2 separate regions of the Sus scrofa genome follow, and region 1 is linked to region 2. The links are chromatin contacts, called in public promoter capture Hi-C maps. All regions are on one chromosome and are shown on one strand. Each heading gives the region's core, a stretch centred on a gene start, on an enhancer-like site or on the middle of the called end of the contact. The rest is flanking DNA. Distances are from core to core; before and after follow the strand shown.

Evidence for each region. Promoter capture Hi-C pulls out the DNA fragments that hold promoters and counts their contacts.
Region 1: a promoter capture Hi-C map of fetal liver shows a contact between it and region 2, with 5 times the contacts expected there. The contact joins the promoter of PAICS here to the promoter of CEP135 in region 2. A contact is called at or near these places in 2 of 5 promoter capture datasets (fetal liver and fetal skeletal muscle), 4 of 47 Hi-C or Micro-C datasets (embryonic fibroblasts, retroperitoneal adipose tissue and subcutaneous adipose tissue) and 2 of 2 datasets of contacts at active chromatin or transcription factors (alveolar macrophages and skeletal muscle).

What each region holds. Positions count from the first base shown.
Region 1 is chr8:55,699,446-55,702,145 of Sscrofa11.1, reverse strand. It overlaps PAICS (multifunctional protein ADE2), which reads right to left and starts at 1,446. Exons shown (of 10, transcript XM_021101375.1): 1 at 1,321-1,446; 2 at 895-961. The coding sequence starts at 1,347. PPAT (amidophosphoribosyltransferase) reads left to right here and starts at 1,069. Exons shown (of 11, transcript XM_003482396.4): 1 at 1,069-1,898. The coding sequence starts at 1,771.
Region 2 is chr8:55,249,499-55,252,198 of Sscrofa11.1, reverse strand. CEP135 (centrosomal protein of 135 kDa) reads right to left here and starts at 1,297. Exons shown (of 26, transcript XM_021101350.1): 1 at 1,049-1,297.

The DNA.
Region 1 (2,700 bases), core at 197-2,696, 450 kb before region 2:
CGGCCTCGATCAGTGGGTTAAGGATTCCCAGCTGCGGTGAGATGCGGTGTAAGTGGCAAACATGGCTTGGATCCCACATTGCTGTGGCTGTGCTGTAGGCTAGCAGCTGCAGCTAAGGTTTGACCTCTAGCTTGGGAACCTCCATATGCCTGCCGCGTGGTACCACCCTAAAAAGCAAAAAAAAAAAAAAAAAGAGAGAGAGAGAAAGAAATAGAGTATGGGAGGAGGGCAGTTTTATCAGTAAAAATAACACAAAGGATCTTTCCTGAGGATCCTAATCATGAGCGAACAAAATTAGTATTATGTAAATATGTAATAGGGTCAATGCAAAGTGAAGAAGCAAACTTTTTTGGTCTGGTGGTTTTGGAACTCTCCAAGGCCATCATTGGTACAAAAAACTAAAACACACACACAAAACTTGGACAGCAAATTTTAAATTTTTCAAAACGTTCAATTACTAATTTTATGAAATAGCAGGTTATTATTAACGTAACAGGAAAAAGCAAGACTTTGAAGAGTCGACACCACATGTTCCCGTGAACTCTTTTGCAATATCTATTGACTGCAAGCGCGATTTCCAGGCAGCTCTCCAACCTCTGACCATTTCTCGTTTTAATTACCCTTTGCTCCTTTTCCCCATGCCAGAGGCAGTTCTGGATGTTTCAGAAAGTTGGGAGGCTGGGAGCGCTTTGTTTCCAATGCACCGCTCCGGCGCCCGGGCCACGTGTCCGCTCGTCCGGAGGGGCGGGTGCGGGAAGCCAGGCACTGCCCGGGAGGCTGTGATCTGGGCAGTGAAGAGCGCACCTGTCCGCGTCGAGCCCTCGAGCTCGAGGCCGAGGAGCTGGAAGGCCGCGGAAGCAGGAAACCCAACTCCCCGGGCCGCTGATTACTCACCCTCAGCCGTCGCCATTGTCCGGAGCGGGCTGGGGGCAGCTGCAGCGACTGCACAAGAGGGAGGACTCTGGAAAAGAAGCGCAATCAGAGGCTCCCAGGGCGGGGAAGGGAGGCACGGCCCCAGACACGCCCCCGGCGGGGCCGCGGGATGCACGGCGCCCCCTCTCGGACTCCGAGCACCACAACGGAGCGGGACTCCCGGGGGTCTCTGCAGCCGGAGAGGAACTTGAACGCCGGGGGCCACCGCTTCTCGCAGGCTTCCCGCGGCGCAGGCGCCGCAACGCGGCGGGTGCACCGCCCTGCGCGCGGGCGCAGAGCCAGAAGACAGGAAAGTGGCGCGCACCGGCGGCCCCTCCCCACCCCGCGGCGGCTCGCCCACCCGGCCCCCTCCTCCGCTGAGAGAGCGGGTCAGAGGTTGGAGCATACCAAGTAGTGACGCCCAGGGGAAAGCATGTGGGGAGGGACACAAAAAGTTTACTTTCTCTGGGAGAGAAGCGACCTCCACCCAGCTAGCCTCATCACCCCTAGCTTGGATGCCAGAAAATAACGGAGATTCTCCCAAGCAGGAAAATTACCTTCCCTAAGGGCTTAGGTAAAGGACTAGCTCCACCCACGGGAGCCCTGGCCCCGCCCTAACCGCGGAGCCCACCCTCCGCCTCCGCTCATTGGTGGGTTGTGAGGGGCGGGGCAGGGGCGGGGCGAGCTAAATTACACTCACTAGAGGGGAGCACGCGCCGCCGCAGTAGCGAGGGTCCTGCCGCCTGGAAGGAAGGGGCTTCATCCGCGCGAGCCTCTGGTGCCCCAGGCCGAGCGAGCAGCTGGTTGGTGCTTAGACTCCTCCTGCGGCGGCCGCTCCCTCCACGTGCTTTCGACGACATGGAGCTGGAGGAGCTGGGGGTCCGAGAGGAGTGCGGTGTGTTCGGGTGCATTGCCTCAGGAGAGTGGCCCACGCAGCTGGATGTGCCGCACGTGATCACTCTGGGACTTGTAGGGCTGCAGCACCGGTGAGCAGCTGGCTGCGGGGTGGGGATGGCGGAGCCTGTGTCTGCATCTGCCCGAGTTCTCCACCGAGGACGGGAGGCGGGACCGCTCTCTTACCTGGACCGGTTCCCTGCGGCATCCGCCAGATTGCCCAGGTGTGCGCGGAGATTACCTTGCCTCACCAGATTGCAGCCTTGTCCCTTGCAACCCTTAATGCTCTGTAGGGGCTCACCTAGCTCCAGTGTCGTGCACCCCCCATGGGTCTGGCCAGTTGGTAAGGCTCGGGTTCGCTTGGACTAACCCAGTCGGGGTTCCTACCGGGCTGCTTGTGGGTTTTAATCTCCCAGAGCCTGGCGCTGTGCTTGTGATATGCTTCTGTGGTGTGACTGCGGGTCCAGGACCTAAAGCTCGTTGGTTGAGGTTTCGCGCGGAGTCTGCAACCACCACAAGCTATTGTTTGCAAGGACAGAGCTATTGAGTAGATTTGTGTATTTGAACGTAGTTGTAGCTGTTGGAAATTGGGGATTCAAACCCGGGAAAACGGGATTAGTTGGTGTTCAAAAGGATCTACCGGTTGGGTTCTAGATCTCATATACATTAACAGAAAATAACACAATCACAGGGAGTAGGGCATCTGCAAACAATTCATTGGTAAACGTTTTAAATAATGAATGAAAATGTTGGTAGTAAGAAAATGCCAGGATAAATCCATTCTTAAAAGAGAGAGAGGAGAGTAGTTCCTGTATGACAGAATACCTATTGATTTTGGAAAAATTGATATAGATCCCTTTTAGTTAAAAAATAACTCTGCTTCGTGATCTTTCC
Region 2 (2,700 bases), core at 48-2,547:
TAGGAACCATGAAGCTGTGGGTTCAATCCCTGACCTTGCTCAGTGGGTTAAGGATCCAGTGTTGCCCTGAGCTGTGGTGTAGATCGCAGATGCGGCTGGGATCCTGCGTTTCTGTGGCTCTGGCGTAGGCTGGCGAATACAGCTCCGATTGAACCCCTAGCCTGGGAACCTCCATATGCCGCAGCAAGTGGCCCTAGAAAAGGCAAAAAGACAAAAAAAAGGATCCATCGTTGCCTGAGCTGTGGTGCACGTCACAGACAGGGATTGGATCCTGCATTGCTGTGGCTGTGGTGCAGACAGGCAGCTGTGGCTCCAATTTGACGCCTAGCCTGGGAACTTCCACATTCAAGGGGTGCGGCCCTAAAAAGCAAGAGAATAAAAATAAAAAAACCCAGAACCAGCAGGACCTCGCCATCCAAACATTTCTCCTTGTCTGGCACCGACTTTGGTTACCCAGAAATACTACCTGCTCACATCCTTCTAAGATAGAGAAGCAGGAGTACGAATCAAAACACTCATCAACACACAAGAGAGATGAAAGATTAAAATCCTTCCAAGAAGGACAAAAAGCTGGTACCAACGTTCCCCACCCCCGCTCCAGGAGCGTCTGTACTCAGCTCCCTGCAGGACAACAGGCGCGGAGGCTCGGCGCTCCACGCGCGCTCACCACCACCCGGAGCCAGCGCGGCGCGTTTTCCCAGAGGCCCGGGACGTGTCTACGCCCAGGCCCGAACCGAACCGGGTCCTTCCCTGAGAGCCGCAAACGGGCGGAGGTCGCCGCCAAGGCTCGGCCTGCGCTCGGGCCTGTCTGCGTTTACCAAGCGCCGAGGGACCAGCTGGGAAGAGGGCGCTCCCACCTCGAGCAACCGGCCAGCAGCAGCGGCTGCGCGGGGCCGGTGGAGGCTGCCGCGAGCGCAGCGGCGGAGCCAGGTCCGCAGCCCGAACCCGCTCCCCGCACGGCTCCCGCCAGCGGGCGGCCGCGGCGCCAGAGTCCCCGCCCGGGCCCCACTTCCTCCCCCACCGCGCCGCCCGCCCGGTCCGTGCTCACCCGCCGCCCCGGCTGCCGCTCCCTCCGCTCGCGGTCGCATCCCCTGCGCCTGCCTCGCTCGCTGGCTTCCGCCGCCGCGGACACCGGCTCCGGCGCTGGGACAGTTTGAAAATGGCACGGACGGACTATCGCGACCGGCGCGGAGTAGGCGCAGCGGTTGCCTCGGTAACGGGAGCGGAAGACGGGTCGCCGCGCGCGGCGGGGACGCGCCCGATTCTGATGGCGGCGCCGGGCCCAGGCCCGGAAACGAACGGGCCTGGAAGGTGCGGCGCTGCGGCGCCTTCTGGCGGCGGGAGCCGGAACCACCGCGGCGGCCGTCGTCCAGGCTGCGCCTGTCGTTGCCTTGAACTTCCTTGACCTTCGGGGCGCTGGGTTAGAGCCTGTGCAGCCCTGGTCCCTGCAGCCGGTTAGCCTTCACCCTCCGGGGACGCCTGCTCCCCACGTGAACTCAGCCGAAGTACCCGGTTGTCTGTGCAACTTTCCCTGACAACCACCCAACGCAGTTAACTAACTTTGCTCCCGCACCCCCGGCCTCTTACAGATGTCCAGATCCCAATATTATACTCATCCCGTTATGATGAGCATAACATCATTGCGTTTGAGTTCTTGAGTTAGAGCTCCTCTGTCAAACGTCATTGTCTTTGTATGTTTACCTCTGCCGCCCCCTACTGCGCATTCCTGGAGTCAGTTTATTTCACTCAGCTGTTTCTCTAGCACCAACCGCAAGAAACATTCGAGAATGGAATCAAATGTAAATCAACTGGCTATAGAGAACCTGTTCACATTGAGAAAATGCATGGTCGGATATTGGAATTCCATTTGTCGCGTGGAAACTTCTAGATGATCAGAGAGGCGTTCATCGCCTCCTGTTTACTCTTCTCCCAAGCAGGGCATCCATTTTGAAGATGCACTTAATCCTTGTGTATATATATCTCACCTAATTGCTCTGTGGGCCGTGAATAACTTTGTACGCATTCATATATCGCTTTAACCGTTTCCGCAGGGAGCCCTGTCCCTCTTCCCACATCCTTCAATAAGCTGTTTTATGGAATTTCTAGGAGGCAATGAGGCTCCGTGGATGGCTTTTGTAGTCTTGAACACGTACAGTTAAAGACTTTTTTGTTGCCTAGCAACAAATATCTTTTTTGAAAATAGGGAGCCATAAATAAATATCATAGCAAATGACTATGCAACAGTCACCCAGTCCAGAAGACTCTTTGGCTTCCCTTTGTCCCAAACACATAGCCATTAGAAAATACAAAAACTAAAATCAAAGAAATTTAAAAGATGAGTGGGACACTGAAGTTGCAGTCCAGTTTTGCTCCAGATGTCACGGAAGACCAGTGCAGGCGCACTGCTGGGCCGCAAGGCCTGAGGTCAGGGCCCTGGTTCCTCTGGCACACAGAATTATTGCTGCTCAGCACTCAGGTCCTGGCTTTGAGCGAGAGGGTGGGCTGAGGAGGCAGAAAGAAAAAGAAACCAAGCCTCATCTGGGCTCTCTAGGTCCCCCACATCACCCTGAGACAGGAGCCCTGATTGTGGAGCAGACCTGATGGGACCACCATCAAAACTGATAAGCCGAAGGAGGGGGAGCCAGATGCAAAGGGAAAAGAAAAAACTTTGCACTGACAATGAGCTTGCAAACCCTAAAC